Linked DNA regions of Gasterosteus aculeatus: region 2 is linked to region 1. A link is a contact called in public Hi-C data. All regions are on one chromosome and are shown on one strand. The core of a region is the stretch at or near the end of the contact, and the rest is flanking DNA. Distances in the headings are between cores, read along the strand shown. Region 1 overlaps fam49al (family with sequence similarity 49 member A, like). Region 2 holds the start of yars1 (tyrosyl-tRNA synthetase 1).

Region 1 (6,738 bases), core at 3,275-5,774:
GCGGGCGGCTCGTGCTTTTCCTTTTTCTTTCTTTTGAAAAGCGTAATTAGACAAAAGGAGATGCATATCGTGTTAATTGCTTTAATTAAGAGGTGCCGCTAGGAGGATTTCACAGACTGAAGGCGTGCCAGCCTTTTCCTTCTGTTTACGCTCTTGCTATGCTAAGCTAAGTAGCTTTGTGCGAAGAGACTGATATCTGCCATTAGTGTATTTTTGTTTGTATCCCCTCGTACACAGTGTGTGTGCTGCTGACCTGCAGAGCCTCTCTGCTGTAGTTGTGTCATCCAGTGACTGTGCGTCTGGGTAATTTGGAGTGCACTTAATCCTAATCTCTAATCCCATTTGACTAAACATTCCCTGCCATCTGGCCTTGGCCAGACAAAAAGGGGGGAAAACACGCAACTACACACACGCAGACAGACATGCGAGCGGCTAATCAGATCGCGTCGCAGCTGCGGGTCGAAGACGCCGATGACTCGACCACGACGAGGGAGCTTTATTGCTGATCAACACGCTGCGGTCTGAACATGCTTACAGATAGTACAGAAGGACACATATTCGGGCGGAACACTAGACGCCACACGTTTTTTTTTTTTTGCAACCTCGGGCCGGGAGTGTGTGGAACGCGAAGGACTCTGTTAGAAATGTGTCGCTTTCGTCTCCGGTAAACACGGCGGCGAACAGCGAAAGGTCAGCGAGCGTCACGGCGAGCAGAGAACGCGCAGGCATCAGCTCCTCGTTTATGAGGAGGACACGGACGGTTCAGAGCGAGACGCTCAGGTGTGACCCAATCATACATACTTGGTTCCTTTATATATACTCATGTAATTGTTGTGTTTGTGGCTTTATAGATGAACGCACGCACGCACACACACACACACACACTGAGGGATGAGTGTGTGGCGGCTAAGAGACGGTGGTTTTGTGATGTTTCAATGCAATCCGATGTAGACTATGCATCCAGAGTGCACACCATCATTTATTGATGTGTGTGCGTGTGTGTGTGTGTCTCTATAGGGACGAGTGAGGTTCAGCGGGTTTATGCTGCTGCTCCTCCTCTTTTTGTCTCGCCGAGGAGGCCGCTGTTTACAAGGAGACGTGACAGAAGGACGTGGAGAGGAAGAGACGTGATTAGATGTGAATAGCCTTCAAGGAAAGTGTCATAGGTGCAGTGTGCCTACACCCCCCCCCCCCCCCCCCCCCCAAAGTCCACCCTCCACACACATTTCCTGCCGGGTTATGTAATGCGGGGGGCGCTCGGTAGTTTTTTCCCTTCGTCGTCTACCCTTCCCAGTCCAGAGCATAACACGCCTTCCTGTTTTTCCAACAACCCAATGAACCCTTTTCCCAACACAAGCACGCGCACACACACACACACACACACACACACACACACACACATACAGCATTGTCACCTTTTGTAAGTAATTTGCTTATTTTATTTAAAGCCGCTTACCATTGATGTATTGTGTCTAGTGGGCCATGATAATGTGTCTCACTCCTCTCACACTGTGTGTGTGTGTGTGTGTGTGTGTGTGTGTGTGTGTGTGTGTGTGTGTGTGTGTGTGTGTGTGTGTGTGTGTGTGTGTGTCATCAACTTCATATCAAAATCAATCCTCAGTCCATTTCCTCTTTAATCTATCTGTGTGTCCACTTAGGCGAGAAATGGGTGTGGCAGCCGATACATGACAAACAATACAAGTGTGTGTGTGTGCGTGTGCGCGTGCCCGCGCATTTGATTCCATCTGCGTGTGAAGAGCAACGCGCACTCCGCGGTGCATAATGTGGGAGACGCGCGTGCCCGTTGTCAGTGGGCTAAAGCGCTGGAGCATTTTCCCGCCAGTGCGGCGTTTTGTGGGAGGGGCTCCGGCTGGGCGCAGTAGCAACAAAGAGCCGGGGCTTCCCGCTCGATATGCAAATGAGGGGGCGGTGGGCGGGGCGTGGAGCCTCCCATTCTGCGGCGCTTAACGCTTTCACTGCCACGTCCGGCTCCTTCTGGTCACTCAGGTTTGTATACACTTTTTTTGACGTTAGTGTGAAAACATAGTGTTCTTTGTGCAGGTCAAAGGTTAAATGAGCTGCTGAACATTATTCACCCTCCGTTTGATTTTCCACTGTCTTTGCAATGTGTTACTTTACTGGAATATTACATGGTCCCAGATTACCAGTGTGGAAATGTGATTTACCATAAATTAAGTTAGTCATTTTTTAATGGAGGTTGTCCTTGAACTACATATTGTACCGTCAGGATCTATAAAGGTCATAAAATAAATAATTTGTTATTATACTGTACCTTGCAATTAGTTATTTTATAATACATTTATTCAGCACTATTCATTTAAATTGTCTACTCACTGTATTGTACAAAGCTACAATATGGATATTCTACATTTAGCACGTATTATAAAACAGATGTGTGTGTGTGTGTGTGTGTCTACTTTGAACTGCCCATGACATGCCCGTGTTGTAAGTGTGTTATGAAGCCAACGTAACATTAGACCAGTAGCAGCTGTCGCGCACATACATGTGCGCTCCACGCACATACTCATCCCCCTATTTCAAACAAAGGGCTCTTTTGTATGAACAAACCGTGTGCTTCGACACGCTAAGCAGGACTCCCACTCCCCTGTGCACTGATATTTCAGATATTCACTCACCGTTCTCTCCATTTGTGCATTTCTCTGATTCAAACTCTGATTCTTTGACAGGAGCTGCATGCTTATTCCTGTGACTTGTGTCTATAGAAACACGGTGTGATTCCAACAACACCACCTTGGTTACAGCTGGGTTGACACCCCCCCACCCCCCCCATGTTAACTATTTAGCGCTGTTAGCATCATTGTGAGTTTTGCCGGCTAAACTTCAGCCCTGTCCAGAGCCGTCTGGATGCAATAGAAATGCCCCTAAACCTCAAATGTAGCCAATTTCACCCAACAGCTGAATCTCAAAGACAAAAGTTTTAAATGTACCAAATAACTGCAGACTTTTTCCTTTTGAATGAGAGTCTTTGTCCTCACGCAGCTGCGGAAATGCACTCGCAGGCACACACACACACACCCATGAGGTGCAAGTTGAGTGCAGGGCATCGCCCGGTGTTTTACCTGCGAGGAGAGCGACCTTCTGCTGATACCAACCAGGTCAGGGCGGCGTGTGCATCAGATAGACGTGTGGGAGGCTGTTTGGGCGGACAGAGTTGAGTGAAAGGCGGGACGGGAGGCCGCTGTTGAACGGACCCACAGTTTGGCTGATAAACTGCCCCCCCCCCCCCCCCCCCCCCCTCTTCCCTCCCACAGGGCAGTTAACGGTTAATAGCTGGGACTTAAAGGCGCAAAGCCACAATGTAAGCGGGTAATTTGCAAAACATTTGCGGGGAACTTTAGGATTAACTGATGGCCTCGGGAATTCCCCGACTCGTGACCCCGTGTGACCTGCTCGCCGCTCAAAGCGCCTCCTGCACAACGACAACCGTCCAAACCCCACAACACTTTGCCTATTGTACTTCCTCGTTTCATTGTGGCATTTGTTGAATTACTTCTTTATTGGAAGGCCCAGTGTCCGCTGGTTGTGGGTTTTATATCCCATGCTGGTTAAATGGGGCCAAACCAGAGGAACTCTTATGACTCTTATGTAGGTCTTGGCTCAAAAGTAGAAAATCTACTCTTAATTTCCCTAAAACAATTATCTGCAGCGACTTCACTGCCTTCAGTGTCTGTCACTCAGTACACAGAGTTACAATGCATGACCTACCCATGTGATTTAGCGCTTGTTATCTTGTGCTCACGGCGTCTCCTGAAGGGCAGTAAATAATTAACATTTGTCAGTTGTAAGGTGGGTTTTTTGTATTTGAATGCATGCCATCGGGGAAGTAAAGTGAGACATTTGTTCCTTGTTTATTACACGACAGTTAGGGCACAAAGCCAAAGCCGCGGATGCGCTGCAACACACACACATGCACACACACCTGTCACATCCCGCTGCTGACCAAACCACCATTTGCCTACAATCTTCTTGTTCATTCCACTTCCAAATCCTCCCGTTTCTCCTGCAGCAGCTTGGTTCTGTCTGCGCTGGTTGCATTCCGCCTGGCGGGATGCTGCAGCATCTTCTTGCTGCTCTCTTTACCAGATATGACTGCTGGCAGGCCCCTCCTGTGTCCCCCGGCCCCACTTCACACCGTGCGGTGCAAAAAACCCTGTCGGGACCTGAATTCAGATGGCAGGAGTGATGGTGATGATGGTGTTGCGCTTAATGGATGTTTTAAAGGTGTTTTGATCCACTGTTACATATTCGGAAAAACAGATCAATGCCATCTTTCCTCTTTTTTGTAACATATTAAAGCATCGGAAGGTCTTTATTAAAGGGAAATAAGCCTCTTCTTTTTTGATCCGATTGTATTTTTTGCTCAGTCTTTCATTTTCTTATCCTTTGCTGCCTCCTTGTGGCCAGTACATAACTACATAACTGTCACAAGCAATCGATTCCCAATTCCAATCCAGCCCCGATCTCATTCTGGGTTGAGTGAGTTGTGGGAGAGCTTCCTCTTCAAGCTTGTTTCTGCACCTTGAAGAAGACGTCTTTGTTCACTTCGCACTATACGAGGAAGACGACTCGCGTGGGAACTGACGCTCACTGCCGGGCTGGAGGTCATGTGAGGATTTCAGTCTGGATCTAAACGAGAAATGTGTGCGTCTGTGTTTGATGTGTGTACACTAACGGTTCACACCCTTCCTGCGATGTCCTTCCTCGCGACTTCATCAAAGTGCTGTTCACATCGTCTCGACTGAATATTCTTGAGAGAAAATTAAAACTATGCAATATTACACTTTGCAGTGCTAAAATAGCCTCATGCATGACGTGATGGGTTTGTGCACATTCTATTTGAACGAATGTCGAAAGGCTTCCGCGCTGCTCTGAGGTGCTTTTTTGGACATTTCTCTCGTTTTATTTAACAGTAGCTTGATTTCACCTCTGCAGACGTTTTCTTACCGCCGGTTGTCAGGTGACCTTACTAAGAACAATAATAACTAATCCACACCTGCAGTTTAGGTTGAAGCAGGATTCATCATCCAGCACAGATGGTTAAGATGGTTTAGTGCATCGAAAATTGACCTTTTATTTCTTATAAGAGAAAATGTAGCTTCCTTCCTTAGATTCCTTGTGGAGCCGCGATGGCTCTTAAAAAGCTTTTCTGTTCATCAAATTAGCAACGGCGTTAAATGTGATCATGGATGGAGCTCTAAAGCTGTACGGACACACACCACGCGTTGTTGAATGTAATAAATGACAAGTTTATTGTTGCACAAAATGTACAAAATAACAAGCAAATGGACGGCTCCTACACCCCCCACCCTCCGGTTCACCTGCAGTAATGAAGCTGATTTTCTGAAACCTATGACTACGGCAAGTCCGATGGCCCAAGCCAAACGCATGGTACTTCTGAGAGACAACACATACCCAATTTCAGCGTCACTGAACAATTAAAAATGAATAAAAACACCTTATTTACACATTTCTGTCAGAACTTTTACAACATGCCATCTATATATGTATACAGACTATGCTTGTTCGCATACCCCTGTATAGAAAATATATTATAAGATCAAATTAAATTAGACTAAGGGCCTATAGACATCCAAAGTACAGCACTTCTTCCTCCGTTTGATTTTTTTTTTTTTTTGATTTTTATTTCCCGCTTCAATTATTTCGTTCTTTGACAACCTCATACTAAAAGAAATAACTCTTATCGATGCAGATTCCCACGTATGTTCTGTTCATCCCTTGAGGACCCAAGGCGACCGCACGGATGCCCGTTGAGAAAAGCCTCACATATTTACACCGGAGCGCTCAGAGATCTGCCTTTTGGAAATGTGAATCTGACGGCCTTATTTGTGAGTATCGTATCACATATTATGTCCTTGAAATAATGATCGGCTGATGTTTCACGGGACCGCAAGACCCCGTCTCCGCCCCTCCGCCCCTCCCAATCCTCAAACTTGGCTTCATGGTGGAAGAAAAGCAAAAACAGCTTTGGCACTGGGTGAAGAAGTAAGTGTGCTGTGGTTTCCTCGAAGGCTTTTTGAGGCCTTTTTGAGCACTAATGTAAGAAGCTTGAGGCAGATGTTCTCTGAACGTGAGCCTCAACGTATCCGTGCAAAGCCAAAAAGGGACGAAGTGACTGATATCTTACAAGATACAGCTGCGATATCTGGACCACATCGGCACCATGGAGATGGAGAGAGAGCGGCGTTGTTCAAGTAAAGCCGGAACAATCACATGATGTTTTGTGCTGGAACACATTGAGCTTCAGGGGACACAACGTTGGATCGAGCTTTTTGTTTACTTGGAAAAGCCACATGTCCCAAGGATGGATGGGTGAGGATAGGGGTGAGGGTGGTGGGAAATCAGGGAGAATAACGGAGGTGGTCCCAAAAAGACTTCTCGTCTCCTCGCCTCCTTTCCTTCAGCTGCACCGATGCAGAAAGTGGACAAAACAGGTGGAAGCAAATCTCCGGAGGGCCTCCATCACATTGCTTCATGGATCACCTGAAGGTGGAGATCAGTGCAGCTGACGGAGACAACCTCCACAGCCTAAAGCCTCCTGAGCGGGTGGGGGGGCCTCAGGGATTTGGACCCCTGCGGGCGGGGGGGCGGAGATGAAGTTGTTTGTGTGCAAAAATACTTGTCAGACTACAGCTGGAGCATGAACCCTTTTTCTTTTTTACATTTTCAGCTTGCCGC
Region 2 (6,541 bases), core at 2,288-4,787, 71 kb before region 1:
ACATCTGCTGTATTGAATGTGAAGATGTTAGAGGGCAGTAATGTAGGAATGAGAGACGGTGAAAGGATGATAAATAATGTGCAGAGATGGAGGTAGACGGCACCTTCTCTGCCAGAGTGAAGATCTTCCTCTGGTCAACTCCTCCAAACTGGGCGTCCACCTTCAAGTACTCCTCATCCAGGGCCTGAGAACAAAGAAAGATCACGCTTACTACACAAATCCATCAGGACGGTAAAAACAGCTTTTGCGTTGAGTATTCATATTTATTTAAATCACAATATGAGGATACTGTGCTGTTCAATTAATAATAATAGTTTCTACTCCATCTAGAACAGTGGTGTTACCTGCAGACCCGGGTAGAGCAGACCACTCAGTAGGGGATGCTCCACCTGTTTGACCACCTCAGCTCCAGCCTTCTTAGCATCATGCTCCGTCACCATGGAGGACAGACGGTACACATCCAGAGTGTACTCTCTGACAGAGGGGAAAGAAAAGGGCTAAGATGTTGGTTGCAGGTACAAAAGACCATTTCTAAGGATACCAACTCAACTAAGCAGCCTGCTCCTGTCTGATATCCAGCTGCATGGAAAATAAAATGATGAAAAAAGGCCTCAGGCTAACCCAGCGATGGGAGGCCGGTGACTTTGGTGCCCAAATATTTACAAAGACCTGGCTCTCAGATCAAGCTGCACTTGACCCGTTGTTTGTTTTTCCTGTGTAGCAAATGTGTAACCACTGCATTTCTTCATCAAACTCTGTGTTGTATGATGACAATAAATAAACGATAGAGTGAATGAAACCCTCAGTCTTTGACCAACATATTGAGGAAGTCTCGAGTCCTGTCAGCAGCACAACTGACCTGCTGAGCTGGAACTCAGTTCCTTTGACAAACTTGAGTTTATCTAGGGGCACACCAATGCTCTCCAACATGGCCTTGATGACCTGTTCGTAGTACTTCACCCTGAGCTCCAGCAGCTCCCAGGGGGCCTTCATGTTGTCTAGAAAGGCGTGCAGGTCTGCAAACAGAATGGTGACCTGAGGGAGAAGAAGCAAAAACATGGAACCACCCATATAAACAGGGCTCAGACTTAGCAGGAAGTGCAGATTAAATCAAATTATTTAACAACACACAAGATGCTGAATGAGATCTTTCCCACCTCACATCCGGCCTTGAGGAAGTCTGCTATCTTGGACATGGGGACAAAGTAAGCCACGTGGGGTCTGCCGGTGGTCGCCGTGCCCCAGTACACCTTCAGCTCCCTCTCCTGAAGAACCTGCTTCATCTTCTCCTCTCCGAGGACCTCCTGCAATTCACGCGTATAAGAGACGTATTGCACCAAGCTACTGGCGTGGGTTCGCTCACCCGGAGTGGGTTTGTGTAATGCTCCACCTGGAGGTTCCTAGTTATGAGGTGGAGCTTCTCATCCGGACTCAGCTTGTCCGCCATGGTGCAGAGTCTCCTGAGGGGGAAGATGGGAGTTTAGGCACAGTATGGACCGATGGCAGCTGTTTGAGTTAACATGCATACAAGCAGATATTGTTAGAATACTAACAATCAACATTGATTTAGCTAAAATCTCGTTAGTTGCAAGCAGCGAGAATTCCACCTAAATATCTTTATTATATGAAAAAAATGTTGCTCAATTTATGTCATAGATGCCGAAGTACAATACGGTTTATTAAATACATTGGGCCTTCACATCCGAGTAAGTAAGACACAAGTTAAATATACTCGGAGCCGTTTGCCGTTGTACTTAAGACAGCACAAAAAGGCAAGCTACTCGCTAACGTTAAATAAGATTCATTATCAAGTCCCAGCGTTTTGCTTCATATATGAATAAACTATTCGCTCAACTTTAAGGCCAAATGTAAGCTGCCCTGCTATCGTTGGACGGAACGCTTTAAATGAATGAACGAGCCCGCTAGCGCTACGTGGCTAACGTTAGCTAGCAACAAACCCATGTGTGGCTAACGCTACCAAGCTTTGGTGACGTTTCGGGTTAAAGCGACAACCGTTTTGGAAGCTGTATCTTCACGTTATCAAAAATGAGCATAATTTTATCTTAAGGCCATAATGTACAACCGGCTGACTCACCTCGAACCTGTCTTCTTAGAATGAGACGTGGGTGAGTTTGCCGGTTGCGGGGGACCTGTCAGTGTGTTGCATCAGCGTAAGCTTACACTCGGTTATCGATTCACAATAAACTCCAGGGAAAAGCAATCGAGTGCAGAGCCCGTGATTTTGAGGTGTAGCTTTGTTATTGCGCAGTTGTTATTAGTCCCCAATTACGGGAGGAAAAAAAACAGAACAACCATAAATAAGCTGTTGTTGGACCCATTCTTCCCATGAAGAACTATATCCTGTATATGAACTGTCACCTCCAAATCGCCTTAATATAAACTGCATGGAAACCGACAGTAGTTACAATAATACCAATCTGAACAAATGGACTCCAATATCGTGTATATTAATTAACATTGATTAATTACAAATTAATATATTCAAAAAGGCAACGAACTCGGGGCTTTGGAGTCATTGAGTGTCTACTCTGCTTGGTGTTCCAGCCTCTCTGGCTTTTGACATTAATTATTTACTTGACATGCAGTCCCTTAAAAAAAAAGAAAAGTAAATTATTTCCTTCTCTTTAATCAAATGTATAGCTCACAGCTTGATAATAACTCGTGTTATTACACGGTTATATCTCTAAATCTCTCACAAGTGACCCTCCTCCCGTCCAAAAAGTAGAAGTCAATGAAAATAACATTACTTCATAATTAACACCAGAATTAACTTATCTTAGGAAGTTGTATTGTGTTTTTTTTTTACCTTAATATAACACCCCCGCTAACTAGTCGCGTACAAATGTATTTTCAATGAGTCAGTAAAGTTGATCGGGGTGCCTCCATCTCAATTAGGTCCATCGCAAAGTAAAGAAAAAAAACACGACAGGACCTCATGTAACGGGGTCGTGTAACGTCCACCCGGGTGGGCGGGGTCACACGTCGGCCTCCAGTCGGGGGAGCACCGGGAGGATGAGGTTCCCGAACGCGGAGTCCTGCGTGATGAAGAAGCCGGACGAGTGGACGTGTGCGTGCTGCAGGGCGGCCTTCTGCTGCGCGGCGACGTGCTGCTGCTCCGCGCTGTGCCTCGCCTCCTTCCCGCCGGTCCCGGACGACAGGGGGGTGTTGGCCCCGGGGCTGCCCGCGGACTGGCTCTGCAGCAGCAGCCTCTTCTCCTTGCCCAGCTCAGCCAGGATGGCCACACGGGTCTTGTTGTGGAAGCCTGGTCCTGGAGGGTTAGCGGCAGCCATGGCGGCTTAGCGGAGGTAGTGAGCGGGGAAAAAAGGTTTCTCAAGTCCATGAAGTTGATAACGTCAATATAATAGTATCTATATATATAGTTATAAGGATGTTTTATGTGCTTTTTAAGCTGACATCGTTGCAGTTTTTGTTGATATTGACAGAGATGGAGCAGAAAGACACAATTAGCCATTAAGTTTAGCTAGGTGTTTTTTGCTAGCTGCCGAGGCTAACAGAACCGTTACACTTCCGGCTGATTTTATTTCAAAATAAAAGCGCACGGTTTTTACTGTATATATATCGAATACAAAATGGCATAAAGCCCCTAAAATTGTGTTCATAATATTTCAGCGTCATATCCTACATACTATGTTATGTGCAGACGATGAGATTACCTGTGGTTTATAAAGTGACAAAATACTTTTACCTCACACAGGAAAATCTAGAATCACAGCGTCATGAATTTAATACATTTCAATTAACTTTGTTCTTAATTTTTGATTGGATGAGTACATATTTGCATTAGACACATCGGCTCAAAGGAATGTTTGATTCAGGCGAAATTATAAAATTGGAACCAAACTCAGACACTTGATGGCAGTAGTTCACTGCAAAACAGTTGACAGTAATGTTCCAATTTTAGTTTCTCCACATCATGTTGAGTTTAACATATTTCTTCATCCCAGCAATCTTCTAAATGTTCAATTTGAGTTATGTTTTTGAACAGATTCAATAAACATTTTTTGCCCTCTCAACCTACGCGGACCGTTTCGGGATGTTTTGAAAAACAGATCGGCTTTAGAGTTATGTCATTATTTGTAGGCATTGGGTTTTGGTTCATTCTCCAAATCAGGCTGTCGTGATATTAAAATATGGACGAATTAGAAATGAGCAGTTGGTTCGGCTCCAAGAAAAGTAAACTCGTTCACAGGCCACTTATTAGTATTTATTAACATTTTGTTCTCATTCTTCACATTTCCATAAATAACTACATTAAAGCGTTCATAGGTCTGTTTCACAGCCACAAATATCAAAGATATTTACAGTTTTACAATATATACATATGCACAGGAGGCATGTACACAAGGCGTCTGTGTGTCCCTATCAGATTAAAGCTCACAGATTTGGCTACAGCCTCAAGTCACGAGGGAGGTTTACCTACCAAACCATAACTGACAAAGTACTGGTAAATAAAACCAATTATTATCGACCCAGTTGGGGGAAATGGCACGGTGTTGGCATTCAGAGTATCCGCCACTAGAAATAAGGAATATCTAAAAGGAGGGAAAAAGGTGACTGAAGGTGAACATTTTCCCCATCAGCAACCCAGTTATCAGAAACATGTTGCAGATGTACAGCATGCGTAACATGACACCGTATGTACACATTTCCATATCATTAGATGACATGGACTGACGATCACAAAGCCTCGTGAGTGTTCCTTCATTAAAACACACACACACACACACACACACACACATTATACAAAGAAGAACAAACATTCAAAACAGACAAGTTCTCTTGTCAAGCCCATCTTCCAGTTGTCTTTTTTTTTCCACAATTATGTGCTTCCCTTTTTGAATGCAAAGACAGCAACTTGGCAACACACATTGAAAGGTGGCAGTTTTTTTCGAAGATTTGACTGCAAAAACCAATCCAGGTGGAACCTCAGAGGCCTTAAACACTGCACGAAGCACGACTTCCAGTAAACATAATTCCAAACAGGAACAGTCGAAGAACTAACAAATATTTAAGTAATGATATGACTGTCAGTAACAGCCGTGGTCACCATTTGCTCAGTATTAAGACAAATTAAAGAGTTCACAAAAAAAGCTGCGCTTTTGCCATTTTCAGGAGCACAATAGAATGTAAGCAATGCAAGCAAACTGCTTTACGATTACTATTGTAGTGGTTTCAGCACTTAGCGTCATCGAGCATCACATTATAACAGCTTCTTAAGCGTGACGGGATATTAGATGCAAAAAAACCGAAGTATTATTTGTAAGATATAAACATGACAGGCCACGACTCAAGAGCGTGAAGTGATTGGCTCGCGTGTCGGTTGTGAATATTAAGGCACCGTCACCGTTGAAGTTTAGCGGAACTATAAAGTCGTCTTTAGCGTAGCGCTCAGTCGTTCGTGGTCCCCGTGGCGTCTTCAACGACAGAAACCGTAGCACCAACAACCAACAAAAACGCTCTCATCACACTACAGGGATTATGCAATTTAACAGAGAACCCCCCCCCCCCCCAAAAAAAAACATTGTTTTCACAGTGCTCAAAAGAAGTGATACAAAAAAAGTCAGGCTTTTGAGATCTGACAGTAGAAGAGGAGGCAATGAATATGCTGCCGAGTGTCAAGACACAGAGGGAGAGGAGGGTCGCTCCAGATCATGGATCAGATCATGTGGACCAGTTCTGTCGACTCAGTTTCGGAATCCGCCTCGTTATCCCTAAAAAAAAAAAGAAATAAAAAATCCCCATAAATTCTTCAGTCTCACACACGCGCACACACGTATGAGATTTCAAGCCAAAGGCCTACCTTTGTTCTTGTAGCAGTTTGCGGTTGCCTTGACGCCGCTCCTCTGTGATTGGATACGAATACAGAATGAGGAGTCCGATCAGGATCATAAATATGGGTGCGGCAGAGACCAGAATCTTCAAGGTTATCCCCACTTGCTCTGGTTGAGAGCAGCCTCTACTGATGTAGCCTGCAAAACTGAACCAACAACACTCAGTTAGGAAAACTTCACATTTTCACACAAAGCTGGGCTTTGATATTGATCATCTATTTATTAATAAAGCCAAGATCTTGATCAAAAAGGCCAATGCAGCAATGCTATGTGTGACACACACACACACAAACACACACCTGACATGACTTAATTGGATGAAAGAAAAAGGAATTCCTTGCTTTGATGTGGGATTTGGAATTTGGCTTAACCTCATTTAGTTTTTGGTCTCGGTGCAGTAGAAAAATACTTGATGAATAACTGGCAAAGCCGCTTTGAATGATTTACAATATTGGTGTGTGTGTGTGTTTAAGCAACGACTTACTCTAAACTGAGAGTGGAAATGCCGAGGGAGACTCCGGAGGCGAACTTGGTGAAGAAGACGTAGAAGGAATAGAAGAGGGCCTCGTGGCCGGTGGACTTGGGGTTCCGCACTTGGAAGTCGTCGACGACGTCGGGCAGCATGGACCTGCAACAGATAAAAGCTGTGAGTCACAAACGCCTCCATC

Evidence for each region. A called contact is a pair of places that touch in the nucleus more often than the background predicts.
Region 2: a Hi-C map of skeletal muscle shows a contact between it and region 1, with 13 times the contacts expected there. The contact joins the promoter of yars1 here to the enhancer-like site in region 1. A contact is called at or near these places in 3 of 6 Hi-C or Micro-C datasets (skeletal muscle and tail fin).

The regions. Positions count from the first base shown.
Region 1 is chr10:15,296,332-15,303,069 of fGasAcu3.hap1.1, reverse strand. It overlaps fam49al (family with sequence similarity 49 member A, like), which reads right to left. Exons shown (of 12, transcript XM_040189562.2): 12 at 5,268-6,738. Among protein-coding and RNA genes, the nearest start is that of fam49al, 25 kb to the right of the region's middle. Within about 2 kb of position 4,524, at least 2 of the 9 cell types and tissues checked have open chromatin away from gene starts, as enhancers often do.
Region 2 is chr10:15,366,875-15,373,415 of fGasAcu3.hap1.1, reverse strand. It overlaps yars1 (tyrosyl-tRNA synthetase 1), which reads right to left and starts at 3,537. Exons shown (of 15, transcript XM_078080950.1): 1 at 2,954-3,537; 2 at 2,096-2,150; 3 at 1,391-1,460; 4 at 1,158-1,304; 5 at 860-1,035; 6 at 345-474; 7 at 104-184. The coding sequence starts at 1,447. It overlaps mfsd2ab (MFSD2 lysolipid transporter A, lysophospholipid b), which reads right to left. Exons shown (of 14, transcript XM_040188117.2): 12 at 6,358-6,501; 13 at 5,843-6,019; 14 at 4,225-5,753. The coding sequence ends at 5,699.